2 separate regions of the Sus scrofa genome follow, and region 1 is linked to region 2. Evidence: chromatin contacts called from public HiChIP or PLAC-seq data. All regions are on one chromosome and are shown on one strand. The core of a region is the stretch at or near the end of the contact, and the rest is flanking DNA. Distances in the headings are between cores, read along the strand shown.

Region 1 (5,912 bases), core at 2,132-4,631, 130 kb after region 2:
TACGTTCTCGAAGACCATCTCCAGGCGGGCCATCCTCACGGGGCGCAGCCCTGACTGCGCGGGGACCCTTGTTCCGGCGGGTGCGGGCCTTGGCGGGCGCCGGCACGGGCGGCGACGGCTCGGCTGTGATGGGAGCTGGAGCCGGGGCTGGGGCCTGGGCCGAGGCCGGGGTCGGGGCCGGGGCCTGGGCCTGTTCGGTAGCCAAGGCGAGGGGCAGAGCGGGAGGTGGGGCGGGAGCCACTGCTGACTCCAAGTGGCCCGGGCCTGCGGTCGGCGGGAGCGCGGCGGGCAGCGGCGTTGGCTGAGGCATGGGCGGCTGCGGTGTGGGAGGAGGTGCGGGAGGCGGCGTGGGTGGTGGCGTGGGCGGCGGCAACGGCGGCGGCAGCACCTCCTGCGGGTCCGGAGGCCCAGGGCACACAGGCTCGCCATTGGCAGGCGCCGGGAAGATGAACATAGGCGGCGCCAGCAAGGCCGGTGCGGGCCTCCGGGGCCCTGGAGCTGGATGCATCTGCCCTGGCGGAGGCGGCGGGGAGCCCCAGGGCCCCGAGAGCGTGGCTGCGCGCCGTCGGGGCGCCCCGACGCCTCCGCCAGCTCCGTTGAAGCGAAAGTGGCGTTCAGGACCATCAGGAGGGCTCACCCAGTCAAATTTGGGTTTTGAGCCTGGGAAGGTGGTGTAGGGTGGCGGTGGAAGTGTCCGGACATGGGACACAGGCGCCGAGGGGGGTCCAGAACACCCCTCGCTATCTCCATCACCGCCCTCTGCTTCCTGAGTCCCTCGAGGGACCTCTCCCGGAGAGCGAGCGGTCCCAGGAGCGGGCCCCTGCTTCAGGACCTCAGCGTAGGAGATGGCTCCCGAGGTAGCGGAGAAGAGTCCTGCACCTCCTCCGCCGCCCCCAAGAGAGGCTTTGGCTGCTAAGGAACTCGAGGCTGCCGCAGGGGGTAGAGGGGGCCCTGACTTGAAGGTGACTTTACACAGCAAGTTCAGGCCGGGCTCGGAGGCCGCCGGCAGGGCCATTTCTCCCTCGCCTGCTTGGGGAGGTGCCCCTCTGCGGGCACCGCAGGCCGTCTGGACCTCGCTACCGCGCCTGGCTTGGCTTTCTGTAGGGGTTGCGGCGGGTGTGGCCAGAGCAGGAGTGATTTTACGATCCAGGGGCTGCCGGTCGGAAGGTGGCGGTAGTGGTGGCTTCCGCAGCTCTGAGGGCGGTGGAATCGGGGATAGGGCCCTCGGGACAGGGTTGGAATCCTCTTCGGTTAGTTGCCGGGGCGGCGGCGGCAGCGGGCGGAGGCTCGGAGGGTCGCCCTGGCCGCGATGGCTCGCCTCCAGCAGACCGCGGATTCGGGGCACCGAAGTGCCCGTGGGTTTTCGCCACTTAGACGGCGCGGGCAGCAGGGTCCCCACGGGGGGCGGGGGTGGCGTAGAGACCGTGGCCGCAGCCGCCTCCTCTGAAGGAGGCGTCACTGGCGAGGGCAGTTCTAAGGTCAGGGGCAGGGGTGAGGGTGAGGCCTGGGGCTCCGGGGGTACCAGGAGTCCTGGGGGCGGAGAGCTGCCAGGGAACCAGACACCCAGCCCTCGAGCCAGGCGCATGGCTGGGGAAGAGGGGGTCACCTCGGGCTCCATCAAGGATGTCCGGCGGGAGTCGGAGGACCGGCCCGAGGCCTGCTCTTTTCGGGAGCCCCCGCCAGCGGACGGCTCCGACTGCACGTTCCCCATTTCTGACGGAGGTCAGGGACTGTGGTCAGAAAAACGTCAGCCAGTCAATCTATCAGGGCTGGGGGAAACCCACGAGGCAGAGTTGTACTTGGTCCTATCTATCCTCACCCGCCCTGCCCTTGTCCTCCGATATCCACTCGGGAACTAGTCTCTAGCCGCATTCCTATTTCTCTGCTCTTGACGTTCACATCTTCTTCCCCGTGGACCCATACAGCTGCTGTTCAGGTACAGAGTCCCCATTCTCTTAGTGTACTAAGGTTCAGTACCTGTCTTCCTATCTGGACCCTCAGATCACATCCCTTCGCTTTGACCACATCCGAGGTCTCTAGACTCCAAGACATAGGCCTTGCCCGCCTTCCTTGCCAGTTACTCAGGCCACAACACGCGTGGTGATTGTACTCTGTAGCTTGTAAGACCAAGGAGTACCAGCTTCTCTCCCTGAACTCTCAACAAGGTTTCTTTGGCCCAGGCCCCGCCTCCTCCCTCTGGTCCCGCCCCCGATTGTCAGGGAATCGGGCCTTCTCAACCAGACCCCCCAACCCTCCCCAGGTCTGGCCCCGCCTCCGCTTAACAAATCCAGATATTTTTGTCGTGCTAACCCCTCAGTCCTCACCTCTAACCCTCAACTCCCTCTCAATTGATTATTTGGTTCCCGCCCTCTTCCCAGGCTTCACTGCTAAATTTCTTTTCCTGCTCCAGGTCTAGCGGCAGACCTCATACTCAGGCTCCACCCCTTCCCCCAAGCTCCGCCCTCGCTCCTCCTCTCAGAGGATCCCACTCACCGACTCCACCAGCCGACCGAAGTTCGGACCGCGGCCCCCTGGGCCCAGGGGAGGGAGGGGAACGGCCGCAGCAGAAAGTAACCGAAAAGAACGGGGCAAGCGGGCGAGGCAGCAAGAGCGGACCCCGAGACCTAGGCCCCGCCCATAGGCTCGAGCCCCCCGCCCCGTGTGCCAGCTTGAGCACTGCCCCTTAGGAACCTGGATCTCCCTTTGAAATACTCCAGTGTCTTCTTCCCCGCCCCCAGGCCTTGCAGTCCTAGGCCCCACCCCTGTAGAACGTTCTTTTAAGCCCCGCCCCTTCACAATGCCCCGCCCTCTCCGTTAGTTTCTCTCCTGAAGCTCCGCCCATTATGAACACAGCTGCGTAGCTCCTCCCTTTTGGAACTCTCCGTCGTCCGGCCCCTAAAGGCAGTTTACTTGTAAGCTCCGTCCTACAAGGACAACCTCTCCTCCCAAGACCCTCTTTCCTCTGGCTCGCCCAGAAGGCCCTTCCTCTGTGGATCCGCCCCTTCTATGACGCACGCGCTCGTCCGCGCCTCCCGCGTCTTCACTCTCCTTTTCCAGGCCCTCCGACCCCGCCCCCTAGCGATGCTCCCTTCTCGCCCCACCCCTTTTCGAACCCCGCCAGGCACCCCGCCACTCCCATTTAGAACCCAAAACATAGACCTTGCCTCTTTAGAACATCCAGAGCAAGCTCTGTCCTAGACTCCCTCCCTACATCCTCAGGGACCAATGGCACAGATGGGTGGGAAAGGAGGGGATCCTTTCTGGATCCTAAGAAAATGGGGGCTGGGGGGCTGTTCGCTGGAGCCAGGGCCGGGCTCTAGGACCCAGCGGGCAAGTGCGCCTGCCTCGCGCTTACCCCTCCCCCCAAGCCGCCCCCTCCCCCCCCATCTACCAGGTTTCCCCTCCCTCCCCCCTCGCCCCGGCTCCCGGTGCCCGTCTCTAGCGCCGCCGGAGCCAGCGAGGGAGCTGGAGCGAAGAGGAGGAGGAGGAGGAGGCCACGTCGCCACCGCTCGGAGCCCGGCCGGAGCCTTCCAGGCAGGTGCCGAGGGGGGCGAGGGGGCGGGGGCTGACAGACGGCCTGTCACGGTGAGGGGGCAGCCGGGACCGCGCAGCGCCTCCTGTCCACCGGGACGCCCCCAGACCCTGGCTGGAAGGACAAGGGGGTGGGGGCTCCTAAACTGCGCGGCAGCCATTTGGGGTACCAGTCTCCATTTGGGGGGGCCTGGACTTCCTACGAGGACACCCCATTCATAATTTCCGTACTGGACCCCCACCATTGAGGAAATCTGGGGACCACTCCCCCCAGGAAACAGATCATAGGGAGCGTAGGGCACCCAGAAATCCCGGCATCCCATCCCAGTAGGCCCTGGGGGGGGACCCCTGCCCTCTTTCTCTGCTTCACCTGTTGTCGGGGGAGGCGGGCGGACAAAGGAAGCAGCGTCACGTGACTGCTCATTCACAAAATCCCATCCCATTGAGAAAAGGGGGCTGGGGGCGCTGCGGCGGCCCCTTCCCCTCCCGAAAGGCTGGGGAAACCCGACAGCCTGCTGGTGGGGGAAGGGGCTAGAGCTCGTGGCTTGGGTGCTTGAGGCTGGGGCACCAAGGTCCCTGCGCTAGGTGGTAGTGAGGGGTTGGAGGCTGATCCTGATTGCTGGGCGGAGGGCTATGGTCCCTGAACAGGGGGGAGGGGGGCTGGGGGGCGGGGTAAGATGGTTCTGAAGGATGCTGGGGCCGGGAGAGGGAAGAGGAGGGATCAATTCCCCCCTCCCCGCCCGCCTGCCCGCCCGCAATCTCTCCCCCTTGCCTTTCCTCGGCAGGGGCCTGAGGGAGCAACCTTGATTTTGTGAATGAAATGCTCTCTGGATGTGTCTCGGTCGCCCGTTCCTGGCTTCTTCTGCCTCCATCTCCCTTTCGGCCTGTCTCTGGCCATTTCTGGTTCTCTCCCTGCTCTCTGCCCATCTCCCGTTGCCGGGTGACTCAATGAGCTTTGCATCCGGTCTCATTCATAAATCCGGGAAGGGGTGGGGGGAAGAGAGCCTGGGTTTCTCACCCAGCCAGTGGCCTGGGCGGCAGGGTGCGGAGGCAGTGTAGGGGGGACTGGGGCTGAGTTGATGGGCTCTAAGAAAATACATATGCGCAGGCACCCAGCTGTGAGGGGGACGATGGGTGGGGCTGTGGGTACGTGCAGAGGGAGGAGAAGGAGAGAGGTTGATAGGGGATGAGCAGGAGGAGGAAGGGAAGTGGAAGAGCAAAGCTATGGGGGGTGAGGACGGGCAAGATGGGGAGAGGGAGAAAAGGTGGGTAGGGAGAAAAAAGGTAGCTATGGAGGAAAAGGTAGGCATGGGAGGAAGGAGATGGCAAGAGGAAGAAAGAAGCAGTGCTGGAGGAAGGTGGGCATGGGGAAGAAGATGGGCAGAAGAGACGTGATGGGGACGGGGAGAAGGTGGCATGGGGTGGAGGTGGGTATGGAAGGTGAGGTACAGGCTGGCTGAGGGTGCAGTAGATCCAGCTGAGGGAGCTGAAGAGGGGAGGTGAAGGATGGGGGGGACACTGAATAGGAGAACAGGATTGGGGCTCACTGACGGTGTTGTCTCTGTCCCCCCCAAACTCCTCCAGGTACATGGTTCGGGTCCGAGCCGTGGTGATGGCCCGAGATGACTCCAGTGGGGGCTGGCTGCCTGTGGGGGGCGGGGGCCTCAGCCAGGTGAGCGTATGTCGGGTCCGAGGGGCCAGGCCCGAGGGGGGGGCCCGCCAGGGGCACTACGTCATCCACGGGGAGCGCCTCCGGGACCAGAAAGTGAGCCACCCTGGGGCATGGGGGTGGTGTGGGGTGTGGGGAAGTAGGGGAACGGGGCTGGGAATGCAGAGGTGTGGTCCGGTCATCTCCCAGCCCGGATCAAACCGGGGTGTGGGATGGAGTTGGAAGTGAATGTCTGTCCTCTGGATACGAGTTGAGAGTTTCCGGACTACTGGGGCTATGAAGCAGGTCCTGTCCACTGCCACTGCCTGCTCGACTGTCACAGCAGCCTCCCCCCTGGTCTCCTTGCCCTGCTCCTGCTCCCTCCCCCACCTTCGGTCTGTTCCACAGGGGCTGTGCTAACACCTGACTCAGATCACATCCCTCCTCTGCTCAGAACCCTCCCCGTGGCTCCATCTTGCTCAGAGATCCTCACCAGGAGGCATTTACACCACGGGCCCCTGACTGCTCTAAATATATGGAGGCATTTGGTGGGGGCCCATCTGGAAGTGTCAGAGAGGGTTTACAATCCTATTGTGGGTTCAGCAGGAATATTCTGGACTGTCTGGCATGAAGTGGAAAGAGATGTTGACGTTTCAGCCAGGGAGGTAGTAGAAAGAACTGGATTGAGAAGGCTTGGGGTAAGGGTTGCCTTTCAGAACAGAGGGTGGAAGGA
Region 2 (6,331 bases), core at 2,065-4,564:
AAGGGAAAGAAAAATAGTAAATAACAATTTATGGCTCTCCCAGTCCCTCCAGCCCCTCCCTTTCCCCAACAAAGCCCCAAGGCAACAAGACAAACAAAAGTCAGACTCCAGGTGGACTTTCCTGTGGCTTCAAGGGAGGAACAAGGCCTGAGCATCGTATAGAGCAACTGGGAACAAGGTTGATTCGAGAAACTCAGCACCAGGGCCAGTGCTAGATCCAGAGAGGCCCAGAAGATCACACAGGATTTCCCGCCTCTAGGAGAACAGAGGCCAGAAGAGCAAGGACACTGCGTGCAGACCACGGCCTGGCTCTGACTCTCAGCTGTGCTCCTTCTTTTGTCTTGTTTGTTTGTTTTTTCTGCTTTTTAGGGCTGCACCCACAGCATATGGAAATTCCCAGGCTAGGGGTTGAATCAGAGCTGCAGCTGCCGGCCTACACCACAGCCACAGCAACGCAGGATCTGAGCCGCGTCTGCGACCTACACCACAGTTCAGGGCAACGCCAGATCCTTAACCCACTGAACAAGGCCAGGGATGGAATTCATGTCCTCGTGGATATTAGTCAGGTTCTTAATCTACTGAGCTACAAGGGGAACTCCCAGCTGTGCTCCTCCTGACCTGTGTGACCCTGGGCAAGTGATTGGAGCTCTCTGGGCCTTATTTTCCCCATGTGGAAAATCAGTAAGATGGATGATAATGAAACCAAGATAATAAAGCCTTCGGAGGGTTTTGTGAGGATTAAATGAGTTACTAAGTGTAAAGCAATGGAAACAGCGCCTGGCACTTAGGAAATGCTTGATAAACACATTAAAATAAAATCATATTGATATGATTTTCAGGGAGGGCAGGGTAGGGGCTGGGGTGGTTTTCCCTTTCACGTACCTGAATTTTCCGGCTTCTCTCCTCTTCACTCTCTAATTCCAGCAGTTCATCGATGTTGACTTCATCGGGCATGTCTGCCTCCTGAGGCGGGGAGGGACGGGCTGTCAGGCGGCCTTGCCCCTCCTTCCCCGCCTTTGTCCAGGGCTCCGGAGGAGCCCCGGCGGCCCCAGGGCCCAGCTGGCGGGTTCCGGAGCAATAATGTGACAGTCAGGGACAGCACCGCCAAGGCGGGACATCTGGGTGTTGGGGGAGGGGTGACAGATGGGTTGACAGAGGCCCCAGGAGCCTGTACCAGCTCAGATGCTGGCCCCGGGGCCCGGGAGTCTCGGGGCTGGCATGGGTCTCTCCCCTTGGCCGCAGTTCCCATAGTGGGAAGCAGGCCTAGGTTGAGTCTTGGAATGTCAGATTCTGGGATTCAGGAGAGGGGCTGGCTCTGCCCTTTCAAGGAAAAGTTTAAGCACTAGGTGCAGGGGAGGGAGGCTGGCAGGATGGAGCCTGCTGGGGGTGGGCCCTGGCCCCAGGGGACAGAGAGGCCTTGGGCCAGCCTCCTCCTCCCCTTGGGGCCAAAGAGGCCCCCCAAGGTGGGTGGGTAGAATAAGCCACCAGCCCACCTTTGAGCAGACAACTGGGGGGCTTGTACAGCCTCTTGGGGCAAAGGGCCAAATGCAGGCTGGCTCAGTACCCCTGTCGGGGACAGAACCCAGCTGTCTGAGCACGAGGTCCCGAGGCTACAGATTTTTTCCTTCCCCACCAAAGTCCTGCAGATTCCACTGCAGGCTCCAGGCCTTGGGTGGTCTGGGAGCTGCATGTGGAGATGAGGGCTCAGCAAAAGACTGGAGTGTCGGTGTGTTACCCGTCCGTGTGAGTCACAGCCTGATGCCCAGGCCACAGGGCCAGTGGGAGGGTGTAGCAATGTATGACATACCGTGCAGCTTGTACAGGGGCCCACGGTCCTCCTATGGTAGGCGGCGTGTGACTCTAGCTTAGCATGTTTGTCTCATCATCATGTGTCGCTGTGGGATATGTTGATCAGTAAGTGACCACAACTTGTGTCCTTGAGTGTCCGGCTGGCTCTAGCGCCGTCTGAGGGTGAGCTCATAGGATCCCACCGACCACTAGCAACTGTCCGCCTGCGTGAGCTCATGTGTCTGAGAACAGGGGCCCTCGGGTCACTGCGAGGGGCCACGGCTTCTCCCACCTTTGTGCTGGGCTGAGGAGGCTCTGTCATCTCACATGTCTGTGTCCGCTTCCTCTGACTCTCATGGGTGGTACAAAGTGTGACTTCAAGCGGAGACAAGTGAAATGTGTCTGTCTGGACCCCCTGAGACAGCACAGGAGGCTGCAGCTTATGCCCTATGTGTCCACAGGCAATTGCAGCTTCTGCCATTGTGCGTCCACAGGTGCCCATAGCCTACGCGGTTTTCTGTCTGGGTGTAGCTATAATTCCTGTTATTTGATGTCTGCGTGTGGCTGCAGCATCTGTCATTGCCTTTGCATGTTTTTTGCTTTTAGGAGATAATGGATGGTCGTTACTTGAATCACTGAGTGTCGGGGTAGCTGTTGTAGCTTGCACTGCTTGCAAGGCTCTACAGATTGCGCTGTGTGTGTCTATGAACAGCTGTAAGTGGAGTCCTTTTGTGTGGGCGTAGTTGTGTTGTATCTGTATAGGGCACTGTGGCCTGTGCTGTTGTGACCAGGAGAGCCTGTGGCTGTAGCATGGGTTGATCTGTCCCACAGCCGGTGTCCCTGACAGTCTGTGCATGGCTGTTGCTTCTGTCACTGGGTCTGTGAGTGGCCATAGCTTGTCACTGTGCAGGTCTGTGAATGCTGATGTTTCCTTGGCTGTGCGGTTCCCTGCGGTTGTATCTCCGGTCACCATGTCTATGTTTGGCTTTAAGACATCCTCCTCCCCCCACCTTTTCTTCCAGATATGGCCACTCTGGCTCCCCAAGTTGGCCTCCTAACCTCCCATATGCTAAAGCCCTGGTCCTCCCCTGTGTTTTTACCCAAGTGTGAGCACAAGCAGAGTGCCAGGGAGGGTGGACGGCGGGGGCCCATGTGTCGCGGGGCCAGCGTTCTCCCCTGGCAAGGAGGCTGCGCATGCACCAGCGAGCTCAAGCAATGAGAGACCCCCAAGGCGCAGGGGGGCAGGGCCCGGGCTCCGTCGGTCTAGGACGCCCCCTGCGCCCCCCACCCCTCCCCGCCTCACCCTGCCACGGTACAGCTCCTCCAAGCGCCAGTCGATCCACTTCTCCACGTCCAGCCGCCGCTGCAGCTCCCGCCGATCGTACTTGACGGTGACACGCGCGTGTCGCTTCTGCAGCCCCCCGGGGCTGCCCCCCGGCCCCCGGGCCCGCGACGGAGACTGCAGCTTGCTCAGCACCCGCTTGCCCAGCCGCTGAGCTGCCATCGCGGTCCTGGCCCCGGCCCCGGCGCCGCGCTGTGCGCTTTCGCCTCTCACCCAGGGGGCCTCTTACGGGCCGGGGCGGGGCTGGCCGGGGGCGGGGGCTCGGGCTCGCCGGGGGGCCGGCCACGCCCCGGCCGCCCGGGCCTCAGTTTCCCCGCCTGCTGCGCGAGGACCGGCCGCCGCGTGGGCGTGAAGCCCGCGGCTGGGCCTGGCTCAGGTAGGGGCCGGGGCCGAGAGCCCCAGGCCGGGGCCGGGCGGCTGGGGCTCCCGGGGCCTGGATCCCGGGGGGCGGGTCCCGGGACGGTTCTCCGGGACCTGGCCTGTTTGCTCCCTCTGGCGGTTGCAAGGGACATGACAGGAGCCCCCTGTGAACAAACCCTTCCACAGGGAAGGTCAAACCACAGTCTTCGAAGCACATCCTTTCTTTCATTTACCCACAATCCAAGCGTCCATTCGTTCACATGCACTCACTGTATTCAAGAAATACTCAGTTGACATCATGACATTGGGGTGTTAGTCCCTCTCTCTTTTTCTCCTTCATATTAGACGCCTCACACCAGATAGCATCCAATGGTCCTCTCTCCCTCTGGCCACCACCAGGCTCCCCGGCCCCCACTCTCCTAGGCACTGGGGACAGAGCAGGGAACAAAACACACAAGCCCAGTCCTCACAGGGGTGACGCTCTTGTGGTGGAGGCGGGCGGCAACGTAATAAGTAAGTACAGTGCATTGTACATTTATTAGAATATAAGTTGTATGGAGAACCATGGAGAATAAAATGAGAAATGGAGTGAGGGTGAGGGTGGGGTTTTAGGGAGGGGAGAGGGTGACCAGAGAAGTCCCTTACCTCACAAGTCTTCCCACTTCTGATGGAAAGCAGCAAGAATAACACTGCAAAACTTAAATAAAACTTAAATTTGGCCATGTCCTTTCGCTGCTGAAGACGATTTATAATGAGGCAGTGGCTTCTTACATGACACATAAAGCACAAACGATAAAAGAAAAAAAAGATAAGTTGGATACCATCAAAATTTAAAAATTTGTGTTTCAAAGGATATCAAGAAATTGAAAAGGAGTTCCCACCATGACACAGTTGGTTAAGAATCTGACTGCAGGAGTTCCCCTTGTGGCTCAGTGGTAACGAACCTGACTAGTATCCATGAGGACCTGGGTTTGACCCCTGCCCTGCTCAGTGGGTTAAGGATCTGGCGTGGCTGTGCGCTGTGGTGCAGGCCACAGATGCAGCTCTGACCTGTCGTTGCTGTGGCATAGGCTGCAGCTGCAGTTCTAATGTGATCCCTAGGCTCCGAATAGCCCTATGCCGCGGCTGAAGCCCTAAAAAAAAAACACAACTGCAGTGGTTTGGATGCTGCAGAAGTGTGGGTTTGATCGCCTGCCGGTGCAGTGGGTTAAAGGATCCAGTATTGCTGTAGGTCACAGCTGCTTCTCTGGCCTGGGCACTTCCACATGCCACAGACATGGCCAAAAAAAAAAAAAAAAAAGAGTAAGAGATTTCTTTTGAGGTCAATGAAATTTTCTAAAATCAATTGTGATGGTAGTTGCATAACTCTATGAATATACCAAAAACTACTGAAGTGTACTTTTTTTTTTTTTTTTGTCTTTTCTAGGGCCGCTCCTGCGGCATATGGAGGTTCCCAGGCTAGGGGTCTAATCAGAGCTGTAGCTGCCAGCCTATGCCAGAGCCATAGCAACTCAGGATCCAAGCCGTGTCTGCTACCTATACCACAGCTCACGGCAACGCCGGATCCTTAACCCACTGAGCAAGGCCAGGGATCGAGCCTCAACCTCATGGTTTCTAATCAGATTCGTTAACCACTGTGCCACAACGGGAACTCCTTGAATTGTAGGTTTTAAAGGCGTGAAATGTATGGCCTGTGAGTTATGTCTCAATAAACCTGTCATATTAACAGAAAAAAACTTCTCCATGGATCCCCATTGTTCAGTGGGGGGGCAATCAAAGTCTGCCAGACACAGTCCCATCCACACACTTTTGCACTAGCTGTTCCTCTGTCAGGAAAGCTCTTCCCACAATGATGTCACCAGGGCTCACTGCTGCACCCCCTCAAATGTCACCTGTGCAGTGAGGTCTTCTCTGATCACACTATGTCATATTGCAATTCCCATGCCCCTTACCTGGCTCTGTGTTTTATTCATAATACTCACTGCCTTTAAAAAAAAAAAATTCTTAAGGTTACCTCTGTGGCCTATGGAAATTCCCAGGCTAGGGGTTGAATCAGACCTGCTGCCAGGGGTCCAACCCATGTTCTCGTGGATACTAATCGTGTTTGATGCTGCTGAGCCATGACGGGAACTCTGACACTTACCCTTTTTGAGTTTGAGGCTTCTCAGCTGTAAATGGAGATTTTCTTTTCTTTTTAGGGCCGCAAGAATCGAGGCACATTCAAGTTCCCAGGCTAAGGGTCAAATTGGAGCCGCAGCTGCTGGCCTGCACCACAGCCACAGCAATGCCAGATCCAAGCTGCATATACAACCTATGCCACAACTTGCGGGAATGTCAGATCCTTAACCCACTGGGTGAGGCCAGAAATCAAACCCACATCCTCACAGAGACAATTTCAGGTTCTTAACCTGCTGAGCCACACGGGATCTCCCTATTCACTGCCTTTTAACATTGGATATAATTTTTTTTTTTAATCTGGGCCTTTGTATTTATTTATTTGTTTGTCTGTTTGTTTATTTATTGTCTTTTTAGGGCCGCACCTGCAGCATATGGAGGTTCCCAGGCTAGGGGTCGAATCGGAGCTGTAGCTGCCAGTCTACACTATAGTCACAGCAATGCCAGATCTGAGCCACATCTGCGACCCACACCACCACAGCTCATGGCAACGCCAGATCCTTAACCCACTGAGCAAGGCCAGGGATCAAATCCACAACCTCATGGTTCCTAGTCAGATTGTTTCTGCTGCGCCACCATGGGAACTCCCATCATTGGATATAATGTACTCATTTTGTTTGCTGTCTGTTTTCTAACTAGTGAGGTACCAAAGGAAGGGCCATAGGG

What was found. HiChIP or PLAC-seq counts read pairs in DNA pulled down with a chosen protein or histone mark.
Region 1: a contact with region 2 is called in an H3K27ac HiChIP or PLAC-seq map of alveolar macrophages. The contact joins the promoter of SPRED3 here to the promoter of PPP1R14A in region 2. A contact is called at or near these places in 2 of 5 promoter capture datasets (fetal liver and fetal skeletal muscle), 9 of 47 Hi-C or Micro-C datasets (alveolar macrophages, embryonic fibroblasts, fetal heart ventricle and 4 more) and 1 of 2 datasets of contacts at active chromatin or transcription factors (alveolar macrophages).

What each region holds. Positions count from the first base shown.
Region 1 is chr6:47,298,830-47,304,741 of Sscrofa11.1, forward strand. SPRED3 (sprouty-related, EVH1 domain-containing protein 3) reads left to right here and starts at 3,382. Exons shown (of 6, transcript XM_021094342.1): 1 at 3,382-3,534; 2 at 5,116-5,203. The coding sequence starts at 5,120. GGN (gametogenetin) reads right to left here and starts at 2,747. Exons shown (of 3, transcript XM_005664585.3): 1 at 2,494-2,747; 2 at 1-1,730. The coding sequence starts at 1,711.
Region 2 is chr6:47,170,743-47,177,073 of Sscrofa11.1, forward strand. PPP1R14A (protein phosphatase 1 regulatory inhibitor subunit 14A) reads right to left here and starts at 3,315. Exons shown (of 4, transcript NM_214337.1): 1 at 3,092-3,315; 2 at 883-963. The coding sequence starts at 3,292.